Linked DNA regions of Mus musculus: region 2 is linked to region 1. The links are chromatin contacts, called in public promoter capture Hi-C maps. All regions are on one chromosome and are shown on one strand. Each heading gives the region's core, a stretch centred on a gene start, on an enhancer-like site or on the middle of the called end of the contact. The rest is flanking DNA. Distances are from core to core; before and after follow the strand shown. Region 1 overlaps Camk1d (calcium/calmodulin-dependent protein kinase ID). Region 2 overlaps Cdc123 (cell division cycle 123).

Region 1 (4,857 bases), core at 1,282-3,781:
CAGGTAAAGAGAAAGCCCTAGTACAGGTACCTTGCAATCAACCATGCTTGGTTCAACCTTGACACATCAGGTCTCCATGTACTTGTATAAGGCAGTGATGGCCAGTGCCAGCCCAGTAGTAGGCAAGATTGAACATGCTGTCAGGAAGCCCGTGCATGACATCATTTCCTACTGTTTCAAGAAGGGTGAAAATAAATGCCACTGGAAAGAGTCTTCTAAGAGTCATCGTGGTCGAAAGCTAAAGTTTCGCTTCCACTTGATAGTATTATAAAATAATATATGAGAACACAGAATGGACTTAGTCTTAAGACCTGGAAGTGGGGGTGACAAAGTCTTAGCTCCCCCACTCTTCTCAGAGTCTGGAGACGTAAGCGGAGAAGTGCAGGACCAGTGTAATGAATGAACATACCAGTGTGCTTGGCAGCACCGTGTGGCCATACAGGCCCCCCTCTCAGACTGGGTTGCTAACACCAGTCTCTCCCCACACCTCCATTATATTGCCTTTTCACATTTGCTAGGCAAGTGGGCATGCATATCCTTACTTGGTTATGAAATATTGAAATACTTCCAGGAGAGTCTCTCCCTCTGCTTCCTGCCTGTCCTCCCCCCAAGGTCCTGCCCTTTACCTATACTTGAGGCAGAAAGAGCAGCTAATACTCATCCAAGACCAACCGTGAGTGGACGCTCTCACTACGTCTCCACAGAGCCAACAGCTTCTCATTCTAAAGCAAGGGATCCCTAGAGTTTGGAGCTTCATGTTGGGGTTAGGAAGTGACAGAGGCAGTGGGAGGCTAGAGGGGCAGGGAATGCCACAGAATCCCTGAGGGCATGGAGACTAGAGTGACTGAGATAACAATCCCAGTGTTGTAGGTAGCCTTTGTAACAAGCCCCAGCAAGGTTTTACCCCTTCCCACTGCCTCTAACCCAAAAGAGGCTCTGACGCCAAAAGATCAGCTGACATTCATATTTCTGTGTGAAAGAAAAGGACTATGGAGAAGGTATTTCGACAAACCAGAAGGTATGGATTCCTGCCCTCCACCTTGATTCTGGGTCACTTCTCAACACTACCTTGAGTCTCCAGCCGTACCACTTTGATTGTGACAGATATCAATGAAGATTCCTCCTTTTAAAAAAAAAAAATAGCCACCTCCACTTGCACACCAACTGGTAGTCTAGAGACACTACCTCTCTTTAGGTATCCCTAAGTGTGGTATCTGGAAACACAGGAGTTGGCTCAGTGAATCCCAGACTCTATTTACCTATTTATGCTTTTTGTTTCTATACTTCAGTACTGGATAGCTTGTCGATGGCAGAGAGAATTGGCCTTTACACCACAGGCCAAGTACAACATGGACACAGGAGATGAAACCAATTGGTCCTCTCAAGAGTTTTGACCCCCCTCCTATAGGATGCAAAACTTGATATGGTCAGAGTTCCTGGGTTTGATGATTTTTAGCATGTTTAAACATGTCTAAAGAACAGGACCCTGCCTCAAAAAACAAAAAAACAAAACAAAATAAAAAAGAGCAGGAAAAGCCCACCCAGTGGAAATGACTATGGATTTTAGAGCTTTAGGCTACTCAGAACTGTGACCAAAGCTGACTTTTCACACTGAGGAGACCAAACAGGTGCCAACACTCCAGGCTGCAGGCAGGAAGCTTAGGGGCAGAACCTCTCTGCCTTGAAGGGTTTGTGAAAATGCTGTGCTGGGTTTTTCTGGGCCATGAGGAATGAAAGTGAAGATAGGTGAAGGACAGCCCCTTCCATGTCTTATAACCAGAAATCACTTTCCCCAGGGTTGCATAACCACTTACTTCCAGCAAGTGAGATGTGGGGCCCCCCTTGCATGTCCTCCAAAACCAGTGCCCATCCCTTCTCACACTCTGACAACTTCCCTTTCCCTTAACCACATTCCAGACCAAACACTGTTCAGTTTGTTTCCAAAATTAAAAACCAATGTATATATCTGTATGTACTCCACTGCTCTGTAGGGGGTTTCCTGGTCCTAGGGTGGGGCTGCAGGCAGAAAAGGTATTCCAATCCTTTGGTTTTCAGAATTGAACGTTTTGAAGTGATTTGCTTGGTTGGTTGGGGTTTTTTTAATTTTGTTTTTCAAGCTAAGCTGGGAAAGTAGATTTTGAAAGGCAAACTTCCTTCCTGGAAACTCCACAAACATTTCTGTGCGGAAGAGTTAGTTTGAAATCTTCAACTCTGGGAGGTAGGCAAGTCTAAAAGACAAGGAAGAAGAGGAAAAGCCACATCCCATCTACCAGGTCCCTTCTTGGTGGTCTCAATGCATGAACGTCTGTCTGCAGCTCTGGTGTGTGCACAGGAACCTAGCCCCACTGTGAAGACAGCCCTGCATGCTGGCCACAGCCTGGCCTGCCTTCTCCCAGCAGAATCTTCATAATCATCAGGGAGGCCTTCGCCCTGCGCAGACTTCCCTGTGAACTCCAGTGGGAGCAGCTCAGCTTGTGGCTTTATGGGTTCTACTTCTGCAAACCCAAAGGCTGTGCATTTGGAAGCCAAATATTCAGTTCAGCATGTGGCTGCCAAGTCTGGTTTTGTGGACAAAGCAAACTGTGCAATGGCTTCTCTGTGTCTGTATTTTTCTAAGCCAAAGGGACGAACTATTGCATTGACATCCTGCCCCCTGTACTAAAGCTGCTTCCGCAGTCTCCATGACCATTCTTAACCTTTTTTGTCTCTGGGGGGATTTGTCATATAATTACTATGTCCTCTGATGTTTTACCAAACTGTGTTGCTTATAGGTGATTTTATTTTCCTTATGGATGGGAAAAACAGAAAATGAGAGACATCTTTGAGGCTTTAGTCAAAGACATCACTCAAAAGTTCCAAACACTAGTTAACTTGTTTCTCAATAGGAAAAAAATCTTAGTTTGGATAGACAATGATTCTGAGGCCCTCCTGAATAACCCTGCACTTTAGAAGACAACACCCTGGGGCAGAGCTGGCAGTGAGGCTACAAAAGAGGGGGTGGTGGTGAGGAAGGGACTAGAACATCATCTCGGATGTTTGTCCCACACTACAGGAGCTGCAGCTCTTCTTGACAGGCACTTGGCCATTTCAGGGCAACGTAAGGCTCTGTCCAGTGTTACAGCAGCAGGGCTGCATGTTTCAGAGAACATTTATCTTAGCCCACATTTGGGTGAGAAGACACCAAAGGTATATTCTGCCCAGAATATTGGAATAATGTCTAAATTGGCTTCTGTAGCTATTTATACATGATATAATTTGTCTCCATTCAGCTCTCTCCCAATGATGGGCATGTTTTCCCAACAGTTTCCATCAAGTCCAGGATTGGCCCACTCATTATTACCAGGCTTGCGATTGGTTTGGTTTTGGTTTTTGGTTTTTTGGGTTTTTTTTAAATTATTATTAAAAACATGCTTATCCAAAAAATAAAAAAATAAAGTAAAAAAAAAAAAAGTAAAAGAAGGGAAACTGTGCATTTATCCCATGCATGTAGTAAACTCTGCAAGAAGTTTAACCCCCATAAGTTTGCGGCACTGCAAAATTGTTCATGGGTCTATGTAGCAAATGATTCTCTGCCTTGACAATCATGTATACATATCGATTTCTATCATAATGATAATGAGATTGGTGACTTCTTGTTTTCCTCCAATAAAGAGAATTAATCACCTTTGGATGTGGGTTGTCTGTTTCCTATCATGAGTAGGATATTGCATTTGAACATCTCTCTCTCTCTCTCTCTCTCTCTCTCTCTCTCTCTCTCTCTCTCTCTCTCTCTCTCTCTCTCTCTCTTTCTCTCTCTTTCTCTCTGTCTCATCACACACAAACACATTTGGAGTTATTTATTTGTTGATTGATTGATTGGTAGTGGTGTGGATGGAGCGTAGGGTCTTGCACGCGTTAAGCAACCCCTGTATATCTGAGCTATGTCTCCAGGTCTTGATGTTTAAGGGAAAGTCTGGGTTGAGAGGTGAGATGATTACCTAGATGTTTCCCATCACCTGCCCATTAAGCAATTGGAAGGAAGTGATCATGAGCTGGAAGGATGGGTTGCCAGGTCCAATGCTAGCTAGACAAGAAAGCTCTGCTCTTTTTCTTGTTGCTGCAGAAGCTGGCTGGAGAGGTGCCCAGAAACTTAGAACATATCAATTATGTGATCGTAAAATCTTTGGTAGAAAATTCGAAGTTGACTTCTAGAAAGCCTTTCTGCATGGAGGGTGGCTTGGCAATCTACCCATATTCTTTTTACATCCTCTACCTAGCTTGTAGTACCAATGCCCAAAGGAAGTTTTTGGTCCCAACAGAAGGTTGGCGAATGGCTATTTTATTGGGAGGGAGGGTGTCTTTGTTTTTTAGAAAAGGGTATGAAGAGAAAAATGATTTCATGTCCATCACATATAATGTGGCAATCAGGTATGACATCAGGCAATTCATCTAATCCAGCAGTTCTTGACCAGCAGTTCAAAATCCCTTTGGAGACTGAATGACAGTTACGAAGTAGCAACAAAGTAATTGTACGGGTGGGGTCACCACAACAGGAGGAACTGTACGAATGGGTCTCGGCATTAGGAGGGTGAGAACCACTGCTCTAATCCAAATAGTAAGCGGTCGTGTAGAGAGGGAGAACAATGAGTTGAGTCCATGGTATAATGATATAGAATTATGGGACTGGAGAGAAGGCTAAGAGGCAGGCTCTTCTTGCCACTTTTGCAGAGGAACCAGTTTTGTTGTCAACACCCATGTGACAGTGCAAGGCCATCTATTCTAATTCCAAGGGACCCAACACCCTTGTCTGACTTCTGCATGCACGTGGTACACAAACATACCTGCAAGCAAAAACTGTGCACATAAAATAAATCCATA
Region 2 (4,857 bases), core at 791-3,290, 520 kb before region 1:
TACACACATGCACCATCACGCCAGGCACTTCCTGGTTTCCTATCTTAGCCTGGATTATGTCTGAGACATAGGTTATCTACCCTAGACTATTCTGCTTGTCTCCGTCATGCCTGGTGTCACAACATAGGAACTCCATTAATATTCTTAGTGCTTCTCATGCTGGCCCTCGTGGGAAAGAGCAGTTATTTTTAAAGAATTGAACAATTGTAGTGATTTTTATTAACCTGACATTTCATGGCTTCAATTTTGATCAACCTGAAACGACCTGTAAGATTTATTTTTGCTTAAGCAATGTTAAATGTACTCATAGTTAGTTTTGAAGTATAGCTACTTCGGGTAACCTTAGTTGAACTTGAAGCAAGGGATTTTTGCTTTTAAGGGCAATGAGGTCCTCAGGTTGCACCTCTGAGTGGTAGGGCGCGGTAACAGACACTTCCTGACTTTCTTATGGAAAGAAAATTTGGTTAATGATAGCTTTTGTTTTCCTTTTCAACACGAGTCCTGCTTGAGGCTAAAGTCTTGTCAGTGTGTGTATTAAGTATTTCTCTCTCTGTCTCTGTCTCTGTCTCTCTCTGTCTCTCTCTGTCTCTCTCTCTCTCTCTCTCTCTCTCTCTCTCTCCTCTATCCCCTCTATCCCCACCCCCAGCCTCCCTGTGCCTCCCCACTAAACTTAACCCAGGAGTTTTAGTAAGAGTTCTAGCACCTCCATCCATGAGAGTCATAGTGTACCTTCTGACTGAATGCTCCTTTCACCCTTGTTACCTCAGTAGTACATGGCACACGTAAACATTTGCTACTGTAAAAACAGAAAGGCCATTGGCAGCTTAATAAAGCACACTGTGTACCTTTCTTTTGAAACGTGTTGTAGATTATATCATTTGGTTCCCAGTTATTAGTGGTTCTAGAAGTCTGTGTTCTCTGGATTTCAGCTAGTCAAGTTGACCACAATTGTTACTGTTTGCAATGTGAAAACATAAATGATTGCAGAGTGCCAACGTGCCACAGAGTCAGGGAGGCCAAAGGCTTTTACACTGGGTTTGTGTTTGAATGGCTCGATGCTTCCCTTCCTCAAACTGGATCCAAGGCTTCATGCCTGCTGAGCATAAACCTCAATACCTCACTACCCACTACCTTCAAGACAGCCTTTAAAAGATTTCTCTGTGCCCGAGAAATCCTGTCTTTCATTGGTCAGCACATCTGTTAGCTGAATCCTTCTCCTGTGACAAAGCAAGAGGAGGAGGATCTAGTTCTGCTCACAGTTCAGGGGCCTTAACTGCAGTGGTGGCCTCGTGGCTCTGTGCCCACAGTGAGGCAGAGCAGTATGGCGGAGAGCTACCCGCCTCCTGGTGCCGGGGAAGCAGAGACTTGGTCTGACTTCATACACTCACCCCACTGCTGAGTTCCCGGGCTTACAGCTGGAGACACGTATTGAACACATGAACGTGTGAGGGCCATCTTACTTCCAACCGTAATAGCCACAAGGGGGGAAGTGCTCTTGTTTTCTTCATGCTCGGTTTTCACAATTGTATATTACATATTACGAGTGATGCACATGTACAACTACCTTTTTTTCCCACCAATTTTGTCAAGCTCCCTACAATAATGCATGTCAGTGGTAAATTAAAAGTAAAAATGAGCCAGGCGGTGGTGGCGCACTCCTTTAATCCCAGCACTTGGGAGGCAGAGGCAGGCAGATTTCTGAGTTCGAGGCCAGCCTGGTCTACAGAGTGAGTTCCAGGACAGCCAGGGCTACACAGAAAAATCCTGTCTTGAAAATCCAAAAAATAAAATAAAATAAAACAAATAAAGATGAGTAGCAGTAGAGGGACGGATCACCTGGGCTTTCCCCCTTGTCCTGGTTTGCTTTGTTTCTCTGTTGCTGTGATAAAATACAGACCCAAAGCAACTTGGGGAGGCAAAGGATTTATTTCGTCTTCCTGCTTAGAGTCATTATCAAGGGAAGCTAAGGCGGGAACTAAAGCAGAGGCCACGGGGCGGGGGGGTGGGGGGGGGCTGCTTACTGACTTGCTCCCCATGCCTTGCTTAGCTACTTCCTTAAACAAGGACAGCTTCCTTGCCCGGGATAGCGCTGCTCGCAGTGGACTGGACCCTCCCGTATCAATCATCAATTAAAAGAGAAAATGCCCCCACAGACCTGTGCACAGGCCAGTCTGATGGAGGTAGGCTCCCACTAAGCTCCCCCTTCTCAGGTGACTCTAGTTTGGGTGAAAGAGACACAAAGTAACCAGCGCTCGGTGTCCACAGCTTTCACCCATCTTCATTGCTGATGCACACCCATGCCTGCTAATCTCATGGGGTTCTTGTCTTCATATTCCTGTCCTGCTGTGGCATGTTTCCCTTTGCCTCAAAGTGGATCCCCTTTCTACTTCCTCCTCTCCCTCCCACACATGACAGCCAGCAAGTTGCTTCCTTGTTTGTTCCATCGGAGTATTTTATTCTCCCTGGTGTTCTGAAATGATCTGTGTACCTGCTAGCTTCCTCTGTCATGCCTCATAAAGCACTTTGGGGTCCTAGGTGATTTGTGGTCCTGGTGCCTAGTCCAGGGCTTGGCACAGATGGGCGTTTTGTAATACTCTATTTTATTGTTCATGAAACAGTCCTTAGAGGGGATGCTTAACGGAGGGTTGTATGGTTCTGTCCAAGGTCTTTTGCAATGACAGACATTGTGGCTTTCTGTGGCCAAGCTACTGTCCACAGAGCAGTCCTCAGTGTACTCCTCAGGGTTATCACTAAGGTGGATGGTGCTGCCATCCTACCTTCACTAAAGATGGAGCATAGCCATGTTGCGTGGCTCTCAGTGGCAGAGCTGATGTCATAGAACAGTATGCAGCCTGCTGACTCCGCAGCAGGACGGACACCGAGAGTGGACAGACTTACCGTCACTCAGAGCTGGTCAGCCTGAGTTGTGTATCGTCCTAGCTTATTTGCCAAGCTTGGACTTTTTTGAATTTTAGATTCTTTGCCCATTGACAGGAAAATGGAGGTTACTGGAGCTGCTTGTGCTGTGTTGAGGATTAAATGCGCCTGCGTAGTACTCAACAGCAAGCAATGCTTCATGGGATCAAAGCTCATATTGTTTATGAAGATGTCTGCATAAATTAACAAAAAAATTGCATTTTTCTCTCCAAAGGTTTATTCATTGCACTGATGACTCTCCAGACCCTTGTATAGAGTACGAGGTAAGCGGCTTGTTCGCCTTAGACCATTGAGAATCCCGGACAAAGGTCCTGGAAGTGTGCTGCTTATTTGTAAATGAAAAATTGTAGTCTAATTTCTCTGGGAACGTAAAACGGCTAAATTTTACATTTAAGAAATTTGTCGTACATATAGAAGAATATATATTATTTTTAGTTGGGGCATGGTGGAGCATGTTGGTGCATGTCTTTAATCCCAGCAGAGGCAGGCAGATGGCTGAGTTCAAGGACAGGCTGGTCTACAAAGCAAATTTCAGGCCAGTCAAAGTCACACAGTGAGACTCTGTCTCAAACAAAAGAGAGGGCAGGGCGGGGAGTATCTTAGTCATTGTTCTATTGCTATGAAGAGACACCATGGCCACAGCAACTCCTATAAAAGAAAATATTTAATTAGGGCTTGCTTACCATTTCAAAGATTTAGTTTATTATCAGGATGTTTAGGAGCATGGTGCCATGCAGCAGATATGGTGCTAGAAAGAGGTCTCCATCCAGATGGACAGGCAGCAGGGAGAGAGGGAGCACTGGGCCTCGCTCACCCTCCTCAACACACTTCTTCCAATAAGACCACACCTCCTAATAGGGCCACTCCCTGGTGACCAAGCATTCAAATCCATGAGCCTATTGGGGCCATTCTTACTCAGGCCACCACAGAAAGAAAAAGAAAATGTACTATTTGTAGACTATATACTAGGATATATATACTGTACACAGAGAATATACACAGTCTTGTATAACATAAATGTCTTTGTACTTTTCACCCAGCCAAATCTAGTTCAGTGTCTGTACCTTCATGACCTGTGCCTGCCAGCCAGGGCCACAACCTACCTGCTCTCCATAGCCTTCAAAATAGCACCATGAGCTGGAAACCTGTGGCGGACATCCCAAACTCAAACTGCATTACTGAGAGCAACACCATCCTCACTTTAGTGGCAGCTCCTTCTCCCACTCACTCATCCTACAGAGAAGGTGGAGAAGGTGGAGAGCGATGACACGGACTGAGGAAGGATTGGAATTGATGCAAGCTCCAGGCTTTGCTCCATTTTCTGAAGATTTACACATAGATACCTCTCAATGGGCAGTAGTCTTAAATATAGCTAATTTCTTAACTAATTAATTGATTCTGGAGTTTTCTTATCCTTTAAATGCTGCATAGTAGACTATCACTTGTAATTACTCTTGATTCCTTTTGAATTTGTACTGTCAAATACAGTATTTCTGAACAGTAACTGGTCATCATTGCTTTTTAATTGTAAAACATTTTCATATTTGGTTTTATAGTATCTTAGAATTAGTACCATGATTAAAATTTCCTTCTGCATTATTTGCTTCTAGACATCTCTAGATATATGTGCTTTCAAGATCTGTCTAGGGACTGGGGTTGCAGCTTAGGAGTGAAGTGTTTGCATGCCATGCTTTAGGTCCTGGGTTTGTCTCTAGCATCATGGAGAAAATATTGTCCACTGATACTCACTGTACTAAATATTTTTATATTGAAAGATCTTCTATGAATATATTGTCTATATGGAACATTGAATTTATTATTTATTAGGCCACTAAATAGTTACTAGGTCTTAGAGGGTTTGGTCTTTACATACAAGTATGAATATGCCTCCCCCCCACCCGGCTTATTTCTAGAGCGTAT

What was found. Capture Hi-C pulls out chosen DNA fragments and counts their contacts.
Region 2: a promoter capture Hi-C map of adipose tissue shows a contact between it and region 1. The contact joins two enhancer-like sites. A contact is called at or near these places in 2 of 9 other capture datasets (adipose tissue and embryonic stem cells).

What each region holds. Positions count from the first base shown.
Region 1 is chr2:5,292,270-5,297,126 of GRCm38.p6, reverse strand. It overlaps Camk1d (calcium/calmodulin-dependent protein kinase ID), which reads left to right. Exons shown (of 11, transcript NM_177343.4): 11 at 1-3,670. Among named protein-coding and RNA genes, the nearest start is that of Gm36906, 20 kb to the left of the region's middle. Within about 2 kb of position 2,531, at least 12 of the 459 cell types and tissues checked have an H3K27ac peak or open chromatin away from gene starts, as enhancers often do. A contact at or near this core is called in adipose tissue, where this site is marked.
Region 2 is chr2:5,809,139-5,813,995 of GRCm38.p6, reverse strand. It overlaps Cdc123 (cell division cycle 123), which reads left to right. Exons shown (of 13, transcript NM_133837.5): 7 at 3,152-3,200. Among named protein-coding and RNA genes, the nearest start is that of Gm29984, 14 kb to the left of the region's middle. Within about 2 kb of position 2,040, at least 21 of the 459 cell types and tissues checked have an H3K27ac peak or open chromatin away from gene starts, as enhancers often do. A contact at or near this core is called in adipose tissue, where this site is marked.